Regions from separate parts of the Sus scrofa genome. Here all the other regions are linked to region 3. A link is a contact called in public promoter capture Hi-C data. All regions are on one chromosome and are shown on one strand. Each heading gives the region's core, a stretch centred on a gene start, on an enhancer-like site or on the middle of the called end of the contact. The rest is flanking DNA. Distances are from core to core; before and after follow the strand shown. Region 1 holds the start of NUCB1 (nucleobindin 1). Region 2 holds the start of CA11 (carbonic anhydrase 11). Region 3 holds the start of AP2A1 (AP-2 complex subunit alpha-1).

What was found. Promoter capture Hi-C pulls out the DNA fragments that hold promoters and counts their contacts.
Region 1: a contact with region 3 is called in a promoter capture Hi-C map of liver, with 2.7 times the contacts expected there. The contact joins the promoter of NUCB1 here to the promoter of AP2A1 in region 3. A contact is called at or near these places in 1 of 5 promoter capture datasets (liver) and 1 of 2 datasets of contacts at active chromatin or transcription factors (alveolar macrophages).
Region 2: a promoter capture Hi-C map of liver shows a contact between it and region 3, with 4 times the contacts expected there. The contact joins the promoter of CA11 here to the promoter of AP2A1 in region 3. A contact is called at or near these places in 1 of 5 promoter capture datasets (liver) and 1 of 47 Hi-C or Micro-C datasets (liver).

Annotation. Positions count from the first base shown.
Region 1 is chr6:54,184,293-54,188,887 of Sscrofa11.1, forward strand. NUCB1 (nucleobindin 1) reads left to right here and starts at 2,862. Exons shown (of 13, transcript NM_001244488.1): 1 at 2,862-3,000; 2 at 3,389-3,525. The coding sequence starts at 3,400. It overlaps TULP2 (tubby-related protein 2), which reads right to left and starts at 1,206. Exons shown (of 10, transcript XM_021094706.1): 1 at 701-1,206. The coding sequence starts at 779.
Region 2 is chr6:53,996,901-54,001,157 of Sscrofa11.1, forward strand. CA11 (carbonic anhydrase 11) reads right to left here and starts at 1,744. Exons shown (of 9, transcript NM_001004038.1): 1 at 1,655-1,744; 2 at 1,490-1,564; 3 at 627-769. The coding sequence starts at 1,721. LOC110261016 (a long non-coding RNA gene) reads left to right here. Exons shown (of 3, transcript XR_002344719.1): 2 at 1-73.
Region 3 is chr6:54,784,991-54,789,498 of Sscrofa11.1, forward strand. It overlaps AP2A1 (AP-2 complex subunit alpha-1), which reads left to right and starts at 1,547. Exons shown (of 23, transcript XM_021094760.1): 1 at 1,547-1,775. The coding sequence starts at 1,709. TSKS (testis-specific serine kinase substrate) reads right to left here and starts at 221. Exons shown (of 11, transcript XM_021094752.1): 1 at 1-221.

The DNA of each region.
Region 1 (4,595 bases), core at 1,612-4,111, 600 kb before region 3:
CCTCATTGGGCTCCCGGACATCACCCGTGACTGACTGACAACCCCCGAGAACCACTCGGAACCCTAACTCGGTCTCAAGGCTCAAATAAGCACAGCCCTACCGCTAAATTGTCGCGGATTCCATGTGTAAACAATCCCACGCCGGCCTCTCACTCTGTCCTGTACCCCGACTCTAAAGTACCCACGTGCGACCTCAGGGTTTGCCAACTTCCGCCCTCAGGCTCTTCCCAACTGCTTCCCAGGGTTTTTCCAGGTCCCGCCCCCTGCTCTGCCAGACCCCGCCCCAAGACTCCTTAGGCCCCGCCCCTACGCTCTCCAAAAGGTTCCCGGTTCCAGGCTCCACCCCAGAGCTCTAACAGGCCAATCACAGGATTGTTTCAGGCCCCACCCTCCGGATGCACCGGACCCTAACACCAGCACTCTCCACGGCCCCGCCCCCAAACTCTCGAGGAACGGCACGCGTTAGATATCCTAGCCCAGGAAAACGTCACCCCTGGGCCCCTACAGGCCCTGCGCACTGGCCCTCCTAGGCTCCGCCCAAAGGTTCCGTCAGGCCCCGCCCCTGCGCTCGACCAAGTCCCCGCTCCAGGGCGCCAGCAGGCCCCTCATCACAAAGCCCTCTGGGCCCCGCCCCCACACTGCCACAGACCCCTCCCTCCCAGGCCTAGGCTCCTCGGAGGCCCTGGGAACCTTTCCTCACCTCTGCGGCCTAAGTGGCGCTCTTCCCGCCGCCACGGTCGCCGGGGCCGCAGGGCAGCATCAGGATTGGCCTGAACCATGACGGGCTCTAGGCGCTTCCGTCGCTGCTTCTTCTCAAACAGCCACCACTGCTGGAGCGGGAAAAGGGTACATGGGGGCCAGGAACCCGACCGGAAGACAGGGGTGAAGGGGGCCTGGGGCAACGGGAGGCCTGCATGGGTGGGAAAGTTCCAGAAGTCCAGGCCCTCAAACTCTCAGTAACTTCTTTCTAGATCCAGGAGGACTGACATCCAGTCCCCTCCTCCCCCAGGAGTCCTGCTCTCCAGAATCCTTGTTCTTTAGAAATGTTGGAGTCTCATCACCAAGGTTTGCTTCTTTAAGATCCCAAATTCCTGTTTTCTCATTTCCACTTGCAAAACTTGAGGCTCTGAGAAAACCAACAAGGACCAGGAGTTCCAGAGCAAGTCCTGGGGATGGAGCTCCTGGGGGTGTACGGAGGTTGGAAGAGTGAGGGTGGCAGGATTCCTCAGTACCGTACCTGCTGTTCCAGCTTCTGCAGCCTCAGGGCAGCAAGCTCATCACCCAGGGCCCTGAGAGAGGTGCAGGCTTATGGTGATGGCAAGCAGGGCACCTCAGTTTCCCAAGAGCCCCTCCCGTCCTTCCCCCTGCCCAGCCTAAGATTCTGAACACTTGTGAGGTCACAGAAGAGGCAGAACCTGAGCCTGCTGCACCAGGCTTTTTTTTTTTTTTTTTTTCCCAGGGCCACACCCGCAGCATATGGAGGTTCTCAGACTAGGGGTTGAATCAGCATCCTCCTGAATACTATTCAGATTCCTTTCCACTGAGCCACAACGGCCCCCACCAGTTCTGAAGCTCTTTCTTGAAGCACTGACCTGTCTAGAATCCAGGACTCAGACATCCCAGGCCCCTCCTGTCTCTGGGCTCCAAGCCCCCCCACTTCCTCTCTCAGACCCAGGAGGCTTCATCTGTAGCTCCCTCCCTTTAGGTAGGACCCAGAAGTCCAGGCCCCTAGCTCCTTCCTGCAAGGCTGGTGAAGAGCTGAGTGGGTGTGGGCATGCTCAAACTCTGAGTTCCCTCTTGCACCCCCATCTCCACCCCTGTCCATTCCATTTTCCCACTTACTTTCTCTTCCATGTACTATTCTCCTGAGACATTCTGGAGAAGCAAAACAAGCAGTCAGACCCAACATCCCAACTCTGTCTTCCAACACCTGATCTTAAATTTTAAATTTTCTCCTGGACCCAGGTAGCCACAAGTCCAGCACCAACATTTGTTAGGGACCCGGCAGCCTGATTCCAGCTGTCATCACTATCAGCAACCCAGGATTCCAGTTTTCTCTTCCCCAAATAACTATCTCCTATACCCGGGCATGGGAACTCAGGACTCTTTGGCTCGAAACACCCCACCCCCAGTGACCCCAGACCCCCTGCACCCACCTGCCTGGGATCCTGGAGACTCCCTCTGTTCCTCTCCTGCCTGGTGAGGCTTTTCACTTTTGCACTTCAGCGTCTTGCCCCTCAGGCAAATTTCTGAACATACCTGACCCTGTCTTTGGGAGCCGGGGAGCTAATGGAGCTAATCTCTGGGTCTCTAGGAAGTAAGCAGGGGAAAAAAGAGGGCTCAGGAGGTGGGAGGGGGATTCCCACTGAGACCTGCCCTAATCCCTTCCCTCCTGGCTCCCCACCCTCCACTTCTAACAAAGCAATGACTCTGGGTCTTTGCTGCAACTAGGCAACCCTGCGCCAGGGGTTCTGAATTGGAAACGCATGCAGGTGTTCCTTAAAGGGACCTGACAGAGGTTGTGTCGCAGACTCGCTCTACGCGCCTCTCTTAGAAAAGAAACGTACAACGTGACCTCTGCCAGTTACTACCTATCTGTAATTTACAGCCAATTCTCGGGGAGAAAATAAATGAGAAAACTACAACTCCCATGAGGCAGAGGGGCCAAAATGTCCGCCAAAGTGGACTCCTTTTCGTCCCGCCCGCAGGGCGTTGTAGTTCTCTTTGAAAATCTCCGTTCTTTGGCCTAAAAAGCAGGAAATGTGACGTCAAGAGGTAGGGCTTCCGAGCCAGAAGCCTAGGCTTTCGAGAAAAGGCCAGCGACTTCCACAGGGGCGGGGCCGCTAGACAGCTGCCCCCGGGAACCTGGCGCCAGCGTGGACCAATCAGGCTGCTGAGGGCGGGTCCTCTGCGGGAAAGTGGGCACGGCCTAGGGGGGAAATCACCAAGAACGCACCGGAGGTCCTGGCTCGGGAAAACGCCCTCTGCAGCGAAGGAGAGGTGAGGGGCTTGAAGGATCCTAGACGCTTTCTTGGGTCTTGGGGACAAGGGAGGCGGGGGACCAGAGTTTCGGAGGAAGACGGGCTGGGCACCAGTGCCTCTAGATCCTGGGAAGAGAGGAGGCTGGGGGCCTGGACCTTTGGGTCTGGGGAAAGGGGATTGAGATCCCAAACTCCTGAGTCTCAGCGAAGAGGATGCCGGAAGCCAGGACGCCTGGGTCTGAGGAGGGGAAGGCTGGGACCTCGGAATCCTGGGTCCGAGGAAAGGAGAAGCTTTGAGTCTTGACTCTTGGAAGGAAGGCAGGGAGCGGCGCTGGGGGTCCAGACTCCCGGGTCTAGGGGAGGAGGAGGCTTGGGACAGACATTTTCCACCTCTCCGTTCCCCGCAGACCACGCAGCCATGCCACCCTATGGGACCCTTACAGCCCTCCTACTCCTGCCACCTCTGCTGCTGCTGCACGCTGTTCTGGCCGTGCCCCTGGACCGGGGGGCGTCCAAGGAGGAGAATCCCGCGACCGAGAGCCCCGTGAGTGGCCCTGCCCTGCTTGCCAGCCAGGTGTTTGCAGTGGTACTACAATTCTCGCTCCCCCACCGTGGCCTCTGGGTGGCTACGGATGCGGCTTGGAGTTTCCCAGCCACTCTTTGCAGTCCCAGGGCTTTGACGTGGTGAAAAACATGGGGGCGGTTGTGTGTGTGTCTGTGTGAGATGCCTAAGTCCCTGACTTAGAAAATCAGTTTAGATTTTAGGTGAAAAATCTGCATCACCCTTAGTAAAAAAAACCTCTCCGCTCTTTTAAGACGCCCTCCCCTCAAGAAGGAATGGGGAGGGGGGAGAACTACATTTCCCAATAGCACCTTGAGCAGGTGGTGTTAGCTAACTGGCCTCATGGTACTCATGGGAGTTGTAGTTTAAATTATGATGGGCATGTACACTGCTCATTTATTCCAACGTGTGTTTATTAAACAGTGTGAAACCTTTGGTCTTAGGGAATTTGGAACTTTAAAGATCCTCAAGGCCAGTACCCTCACTTGTGACTCCTATAGCTGCCACTAGGAATGGGCACATCACTATCTCTGGAACAGATCGTGCCATGCTCTTGGGTGGCAGGTCCCCACCCAACTAGTGAGACCTTTGCTCTGTGAAATCGTTGCAGACACAGACGGGAAGCTGGTATCCTCTCTCCCTTCATTCTTTCCACACATTTCTTGAGCACCTTCTCTGAGCCAGGCACAGTGCCCCATGCCCTCACAGACCACCCTAGCTCGCTGGGAAGGCAAATAGCTGGGCCCTCTGAGAATGGACACCAGGAGTGATGGTCAAGGTGAAGGTATGGTCACTTGGGGTGAGATCTGAAGAGTGTGGAAGAATATTCCAGGCAGGGAGTTCCCTTCGTGGCTCAGAGGTTAACGAACCCGACTAGGATCCATGGGGATGTGGGTTTGATCCCTGGCCTCTCTCAGTGGGTTAAGGATCCGGCGTTGCCATGAGCTGTGGTGTGGGTCACAGACACGGCTCAGGTCCTACTGTGGCTGGGATGTAGGCCAGCGGCTGTAGCTCTGATGTAGCCTGGGAACTTCCATATGCCACAGGTGCAG
Region 2 (4,257 bases), core at 494-2,993, 790 kb before region 3:
GGGATTCTATGGCATCAATCCAGGTGCAAGATGATGGCAGTGGAGAGACCAGAAGTGAAATGCTATTTAGCAGGTAGGCTAGAAAGGGCACCGGTAGCAAGTGGGAGTGAGGGAGGAAATGGGAGGGGGAAGAGCTCGGAGACTTGGCTGGGGCCACTGAGTGAAGGGTGGTGCCAGCTCTTATAAGAAACAGTATTGCAGTGGAGGGAAGAGCATGGATTCTGGGACCACACTGCCTAGGTCTGAATCCCAGCCTTGGCACTCTCTAGCTGTGTGACCTCAGGCAAGTGACTTCACCTCTCTGTGCCTCAGTTTCTGCATCCCTAAAATAAGAATAACAATAGCATCTATTTCATGGAGTTGTGAAGATGAGACGATTTATCAGGTTCGAAAACAGTGCCTGGCACGGGAGATGGTCTGTCTTACCATTGCTTCCAAGAGATGGAAAGACTAGGAGGCCATGTTTGGAGAGGGAAGAATCAGGGATCCATTTAAGGGTGGACAGCGCCTCCTCTCTGCTCAGTGTAGGGCTCCTTCCCCCAGGCTAGCCTCCCAGCTCATGCCCCACCCCCGACCCCAACTCAAGCCCAGTGGGGTTTGGTAACCCCTCCCAACAGGCCACTTACCTTCTCTCCCCCAGTGCTGAGTCTCAGTGGGGGCAGAAAGGGGTCGTAAAGGACCCTCTTCAGCTCCACATCCACAGGGCTCTGCCGCTTCCCCACAGCACACAGACTCCAGGCTGCGTTCACCAGGCCCCAGAAGGGAGGCCCTGGGAGCAGAGGTGGGGCAGGGAGGAAAGGGAGTCAGAAGTAGGGACTAGATCTCAGTGCTGGGATCTGCTGGGAAGGCTGTGGTTTCCTGACTTTGAGGGAGGAGGTGGCTGAAATGCAGAGTCCTGGGTCCTAGAAGACTCTTAGAGGAGTTTCCTATACCGCCCCCCTACCCCCAACACCTCCAAGCCTCTCTTTGATCAAACCTATCATCAATGGTCTTTGGGGAAGAAACTACAACTCCCAGCAGTCTGTGAGGTGGCCAGCCTACCCATCCCCTGCCTGCTTGCCCCAGAGCCCATGGGAGTTGTAGTTCTTCAGTCTCCCTTATCCCACAGCTGGTTGATGAATGTACTGGGGAGAAGGAGTTGCAAGAGAGGGCTGGACCAGGTGGAGAACCGGGCCCCGAACCTCTGGTTCTCAGTACGAGCCAGGACCTACCTGGTCTTTCCCAGCAAGCACACACACACTCTTCCACCCCCACACTCCCTTGCCTTCCACTCACTCCCACTCCCGACTCGAAATGCGCATGTATAATGTCCCATGCTGAGCCACCCGGGGTCAGAGGCTGGGCCTCCGGAGGGAGGAAGGAAGGGGCTAGGACTCCTGGGTCCTGGGGATGGGGGGGGGGGCGGGGGGGGGCAGGGGAGGAGCGGACTCCGGGGTCTCAGGAGGAAAGCCTGGCTGCCCAGACGCCTGGGTCCCCGCCCTGGCTGCACCTGGCACGAAGTTTCCCTGGAGATTATCCTTGTAGCTCCACCAGTCCTCTGGGTCAGGTGCGGGTCCGATGTGAGCTGGGGAGACAGCGGCTTGAAACCCTCTCCTGGACACCCCACCCCCACCCCTCCCTGAGGGGCTCCTGCCCCGACCCCCCCAGGCCTTACCTGCCGCCCCCAGTACTGCCCAGAGTACCAGCGCTCGAGGGGCGCTCAGACGAGCTGCACCCCCCATCCCGGGGAAGCCTCGGGGCGACCCCTATCCCAATGCCCTGACCCCCAACCCCCCAGCTCCTTCCCTTCTCTGTGGAACCCCGACCCCCCAAGGACTTGCAGCCTTCCTCTCCTCCACACGGGGAGCCCCAGTTCCCAATTTCTGAGGCAGCCGGGGACTGAGACCCCCCTACCCCACCCACTCCCCTGCTCCTTCTCGGCGTGTCTCCTTCCTCGCCTCTCTCCCCAAGCCCTCGAGTCTCCCTCTGTCTCCCGGTCTTCCTACTCCTCTCCTCTGCCTTCTGCTTTTCCCTCGGGTTACCCCTGGGCTTCTAACCCACACCCCCCTCTTCGCTCTCTTTTCATTAAGCTCTCCCCAGCCTCCTAACTCCATGTCTCCATCCTGCTTCTCTCACCTCCTCCTCCTCCCTCTCTCCCTCCTCTGCTCCTGCCTCTTCCTTCTCCCCTTCTTCTCCTCCTCACTCTCTCCCTCTCGGCCTCCCGCTGCCCCCTCTCTCTCTCCCCCCACCTCCTCCTCTCCTGCCTCTTCTGTTTCTCTGTCTCGCTCTTCTCCCTCCCCCCCTTCTCTCTCTTGCTGTTATTTAATTTTTCTGTTGGGGGGGGCTCTCACAGCAGCGAGCACCCCTCCCTGGGCTGGTGTGTGTGGGTGGTGGTGGAGGGAGTACTCCCAGGGGCAGGATAGAGAGGTTGTTGGGGGGGGGGACTCGTCCCCAGCTCCCAGCCGCGCTGGGGCCACGGGGGCGGGGGTGGCCCGGACACCTGGGGCCCAAGAGCTGGCAGTTTCCATCCTCCGCAGAAGGGGGAAGGGGGGGGCCCTTAAGGTGGAGCTGGGAGAGTCCTCGGGTGTCTCCACGCTCAGGGCCACTGGCCCTGAAGGATCCGGGATCCCCCAGCTCGCAGGGACCCAGGTGCGAGCCTGCACAGCGCCTGCAGCCCCCCGCCGGATGCATCACCCAAGCCTCCACCAGGGGCTCCCTTAACCCGGCTAGGGGATCCCCTGGGAGACCGGAGTGCGGTGTGGGCCGCTGACCAGGAGGGGGAGGCAGAGACTTGGAGAGAGAGTGGGGGAGCGGGAGGAGGCAGGAGGAGGAGCCGGGGAGGCTGAGGCAAGAGAGCAGAGGTGAGGTCAGGGAGCTGCGGAGGCTTGAGGAGGAAGAGGAGCCTGAGATGGGGAGATTTGGCAGGAGACGCAGGGTAGAAAATAAACAGGCAGGGAGGTGGGGGCAGCCGCGGGAGACCAGAGAGAGGGGGAAAGAGAGAGAGAGAAAGAGAGAGAGAGACCTGGGACATACAGTGAATGCAAGAGATGCAGAAACTGATAAGATACACAGAGACAGAGACCCCCAGAATGACAGGGGGGAAAAAAATACAGAATGAGACAGATAACAGGTGGAGGCAGAGAAAGATACAGACACACACACTTAGAGATAGAAGCAGAGAGATGCACACTGCAGGTTAGAGATGGAAGAGCAAGATGCCAGGCCCAAGGTGGGTGGGGAGGGGCAGAAACAGAAAAAGATCTCAAGACAGAGGAGTTCCGGTCATGCCTCAGTGGTTAATGCACCCGACTAGTATCCATGAGGACATGGGTTCAATCCCTGGCCTCGCTCCATGGGTTAAGGATCCAGTGTTGCCTGAGCTGTGGTGTAGGTTGCAGACGCGGCTCGGATCCCGTGTTGCTGTGACTGTGGTGTAGTCCAGTGGCTATATCTCTGATTAGACCCTTCGCCTGGGAACTTCCAAATGCCGCAGGTGTGGCCGCAAAAAGACAAAAAAAAAAAAAAAAAAAAAGAAAGAAAGAAAGAAAGAAAGAAAGAAAGAAAGAAAAGAATCCGTCTGCAGGAGTGCCCTTGCGGCTCATCGGGTTAGGGACCCAGCATTGTCACTGGCAGCTCAGGTCACTGTTGTGGTGCAGTTTCAATCCCTGGCCCAAGAACTTTCATATGTTGCAGATGCAGCTAAAAAATAAATAAATAAATAAGGCAGAAGAAGAATCTGACTACAGTGGCTCGAGTCACCTGCTGTGGAGTTTCAGGTTTGATCCTGGCCCAGCACAGTGGGATAAGGATGTGGCATTGTTGCAGTGGAGACATACATAAGTCACAGCTCCAGCTGAGATTTAATCCCTGGCCTGGAAACTTCCATACACTGTGAGTCAGCCATAAAAAAAGAGAGAGCTTGACATAGAAACACTCACCTAGAGCAAGAGGCAGAGAGAGTGAGTTCCTGTTGTGGCTCAGTAGTTAACAAGCCTGACTAGTATCCATGGAGATGCAGGTTCGATCCCTGGTCTCGATTAGTGGGTTAAGGATCCAGCATTGCTGTGAGCAGCTGTGGCGTAGGTCGCAGACGCAGCTCTGATCCCGCATTGCTGTGGCTGTAGCGTAGCTGGGCGGCTACAGCTCCTATTCGACCCCTAGGCTGGGAACCTCCTTTTACCGTGGGTGCGGCCCTAAAAAGACCAAAAAAAAAAAAAAAAAAAAAAAAAAAAAAAAGAGGCAGAGAGAGGAGGAAACAGAGAAAGAAGCTGGCATGTG
Region 3 (4,508 bases), core at 297-2,796:
GCCAAACATAGCAGATCCCCCCATTCCTTTTAGCAACGTTCGTCAGTCCCCTTCTGGTTGAGGAGCTCCAAGTTTGGTGGAGAGACTCACAGTTTTGATTTGGTGTGTTTACTGGTGGTGTGGTTGCAAAGAAAAGAAAAAAGGCATTGCATAATTGGAAAACAGTTAAATGTCAGAGTTCCCACTGTGGCTCAGCAGGTTACGAACACAACTATTGGAGTTCCCATCGTGGCGCAGCGGAAACGAATCCGATTAGGAACCATAAGGTTGCAGGTTCGATTCCTGGCTTTGCTCAGGGGGTTAAGGATCCGGTGTTGCCGTGAGCTGTGGTGTAGGCTGCAGATGCGTTCAGCTCTGACATTGCTGCGGCTGTGGTGTAGGCTGGCAGCTGTAGCTCTGATTCGACCCCTAGCCTGGGAACCTCCATATGCTGCCAGTGCGGCTCTAAACACACACACACACACACACACACACAACACAACTAGTATCCGTGAGGATGCAGGTTCCATCCCTGGCCTCGCTCAGTGGGTTAAGGATCTGGCATTGCTGGGAACTGTGGTGTAGGTCACAGAGGGCCCCTGGATCCTCCATCACTGTGGTGTAGGCTGGCAGCTCCAGCTCTGAATCCACCCCTAGCCTAGGAACTTCCCTATGCCACAAGTGCGGCCCTAAAAAGCAAAACAAGTGGTTAAATGCCAAAATATACTTTAAACCCAGGCTCTGCCGTTTCTGAGCTGTGTGACCTTGGGCAAGTCATTCAACCTCTCTGGACCTCAGTTTTAACCTCTGCTTAATGCGACTAGACTTGAATTAGTGTTTCCTCCGCTCTGAGACACTCGGTCTCCGGACAAATTAGGTCCCAACATCTTGGCCGCTAGACAAGGGGTAAGGAACGTCTTCCGGGAAGATTTAAGGAGTAATGCGTGGTGAAGAGTAGGGAGAAAGAGGATCAGAACGACGCTTGCGCAGTAAACACCTCACGCTCTCCTGCCCCTCCCAACCCCTTCTCTGCAGCAGGGAATTGCAGGCGCTGCTCCACCTATCCCAGCCCAGCTGAGCGACAACCCCCGTTCTCCTTCGTTCTCTACGGATCGTGGCTCTCCTCCCGCCCCCATAACAGCCCAATCGGGGGGGGAGTAGGACAGGTCGGGCAAATCCCCAACGCCTGCGGGGGCGATCTGCCCATCTATTGGCCTCAGTCACCACAAGTCCCGCCTCCTCAAGCCCGCTCCCCCCGCCCTCCCTCACGTCAATCCCTCCCTTCTAGGAGAGCGACCGGATCCAATCAGTATTGGCCCCGGCCGCGCGGAGGGGGCGGTCCAACTGTACGTAACCTAACTCCGCCCGTCTCTCGAGCAACGCCCCGACCCCGCTCTCCCGAACGGAAATACGGGGGTGCTGGACCAATCGTAACGGCGTACCTTTGTCCTGCCACCAATGAGAGAGGGAGTGGGGATGAACCCGCGCCTGAACGGCAGTAATTCGAGCCAATGGGCAGCTGAGAGCTCAGGATGGCGGCTGGGAGGGGAGGGACCGGGGGCGGAGACGCGGCCTGCCTGCCCGCCCGCCCGCCCGCCAGCCCGCCCTCCCCCTTGGCCGGCTAGGCTCCTCGGCGCTGCTTGGGGTCCTTTCCTTCAGGTCCCCGCCTGCCAGCCCCCGCTGCGCTGTGCCCTGCCCGGCCAGGCCTGGAGCCGACACCACCGCCATCATGCCGGCCGTGTCCAAGGGCGATGGGATGCGGGGGCTCGCGGTGTTCATCTCCGACATCCGGAACTGTGAGAGCGCGGCCGGGGGACCCTGGGCGGGGGAAGCGTGGAATTGAGGGGCTCGGGGGTTACAGAAGGGCCTAGGGGATAGAAGTCCATTGGGGTCGTAGAGTGAGAGGATAGAGAGGCCGCGGGGGGAACTTTAGGGTGGGGGTAATGGAGGGTCTTAGAGTGTCTTACTGTGCCTCTTCAGGTGACGACACGGAGTGGCTAGAGGCGTCCGGGAGGGTCTTAATGAAAAGGACGCTAGTAAAGTCCCGGAGATGGGGCGTAGAGGCGTCCCCTGGGGATGAAAGAAAGCTAGGAGATCGCATTAGCCATGGGGTCAGAGAAATCCCTGATGTAGACAGAAAAGAAAGGAGGTGCATGGCTGGGTGGTTGGGGGTACCCTGTGGAGCGATAGAGTGGGAGGGGGCCAGTGGGAACGGGGAGACCTGAAACACAGGAAGCCAGGCTTGAGAGCTTGGGTGAGGGGGTGTCATAGAGGGGAAGGGGCTAGATAGGTCACCGAGGTGCCCAGCTCGTTTATAGTTTATAGAGAGGACTTTAGAGTGATAGAAAGTCCCAGGGGTTTGGGGAGGAGGGATGGGAAGGTGGGGGACTATAGCGGGACCCTGGTGAGGGATAGAGGGGCTCCAGGATGGAAGATTTCTTAGGAAACACGGAGGTCAATGGAGAAGGAACAAGAGGGGTTACTTCGAGGCGCTTCCTGCAGGTGGAGTCTTTGGAGAGCCTGAGACAGGGGCCTGGGGGGCTTGGAAAGGAGAGGATATTACAATGTGGGGGCTTAGAGGATGTGCCAGAAGCAGGAGAACCCCTATTTCAAAGAAGGGGTTAGGGGCCTTAGGAATTTGTGAGGAAGAGATCTGGGAAGTGGGGGATGGAGGAAGCCTGGTCCCAGAGCAGGGTCATGGGTCAGGGAGCAGGACAGGCCTGAATCTGGAGCCCTCTCCCATCTGACCACATCAATACGGGGACAGTGATCACCAGCAGGAAGGATGGTCGTGACTATGGGAGGCCTGGTGCCAAGTCAGCGCCCAGCTCCTGGGAGCGGGTGTTGGCGTTTAGAGCTGCCAAGAGCTTCAGAGGCTGTATCCGCACGGGCTCTGGGGTCAGCCAGGCTTGAGTTGGTGTCGGAGCGCTGACGCTTCCTAGCCCTGTGACCTTGAATTGAGGGACTCTGTTTCCTCCTCTGTCAGGAGGGACTGCTGATGGCACCTTCCTGATGAGGCTGTTGTGACGCCATATGTGAGTGAGGCCTTTTCACACATCCCAGGCTCTAGATAGATCTTGGCTTTTCTTCTGGTTATTTGGCTGGATCTGAGGAGTGGCCTCTGCTGGGTGTCCAGTGATGATTTGAGAGTTTAGTAGGTATGGAAGGATCTGGCACATAGTAGGTGCTCAGTAAACAGGAGGTGTGGAAACTGGTATCAGGTGGCAGAGAGACAGGCAGGGGTGTTATGAAAGGGGCGGAGCTTTGAGGGGTTGGGGGTTGGGGGGGCAGTTGTTAGGAGCCCAGTATATTGCCTCTGAGAGCTACCCTGTGACCCTTGGCAAGTTATTCAGCCTCTGGGAAGCTGTTTTCTTGTTGTGCCGACTCCATTGATAAAAGCATCCTGCCTCTGAAGGTTCATTCATTCATTTGACACACGCTTTTTGATCACTCGGGGTGCCAGACAGTGTTCCGGGGTGGGGGTGGGGGGGCTTCAAGAGTGCACAAAGCTTCCTGCCCCTGGGAGCACCCATGCCATGAGGGAGGTAAAAAATAGAGAACCACAGTGTCAGCTGATGACTAGAGCTGTGACAAAAAATAGGGAAGGGGAGTGGGGGAAGGGGGCCAGGACCTCAAGGGAGTGAGCCCTGCAAATTCTGGAGGAAAGAGGGGTCCCAGCAGGGAACCGGTGCATTCAAAGGTCCTGAGGTTGTGGCACACTTGGCGTGTGTTCAAATTAGAGCAGGGGGCTGGCGTGGCGAGAGAGGGAGGGAGGTTGGGCGGAAGGTAAGGGCAGAGGAGGGACAGGGAGCAGATGCTTTGTGTGCCATGGTGAGCGCTTTGGAGCACAGGAGGCGCAGATGCTGCTTGATGTTTGAAAGTAGTTCCTCTGGCTGCTGTGATGAGAAGAGACCCCAGAGGCAGGAGCGGAAGCAGGGAAGTTTTTAGGGGCCTGCACCGCAGCAATGATGTTGGTTTGACTGGGGCAAGAAGGACATGGTGAGAGGTGGTTGGGGTGGGGATCCATTTTGAAGGATCTGCAAAGGGACTGGATGATGGGGGTGGGGAAGGAAAGAGAAGACAAAGGGGTGTCCCTGCAGGACCCCAGAGGGAAGCCCTAGGACAGAGGGGACAGTCGGAGTCCAGGCTCCCACTTGGGGACAGTGGATATAGTTTAGCCAAATGAATCAGGCAGGGTTGGAGAATCAGAACGCCCCCTTGTCCCTGGTTGTCTCGTCAAGCGTACGTTGAATGGCTGGTAGGTTTCAAGTCTTATCATGGGTGCTGGAAACACAGTGGTAAATAGGACAGACTCGTCTGTACCCCCGTGAAACTCTCAGGCCCTCAGTGAGACAGGTAGTGTGTAAAAATCACAGCTGTCCAGCTCCCAAGCACTTGTGTACAGAGGTTCAGTCAGCGCTGTTTGTAAAAGCCAAAGACAGAAGCAAACCCACGTGTCCATCCGTGGATGGGTGGAGAAACACAGCATGTCCACACCCACACACACACGGTGGAATAGTATTCAGCCG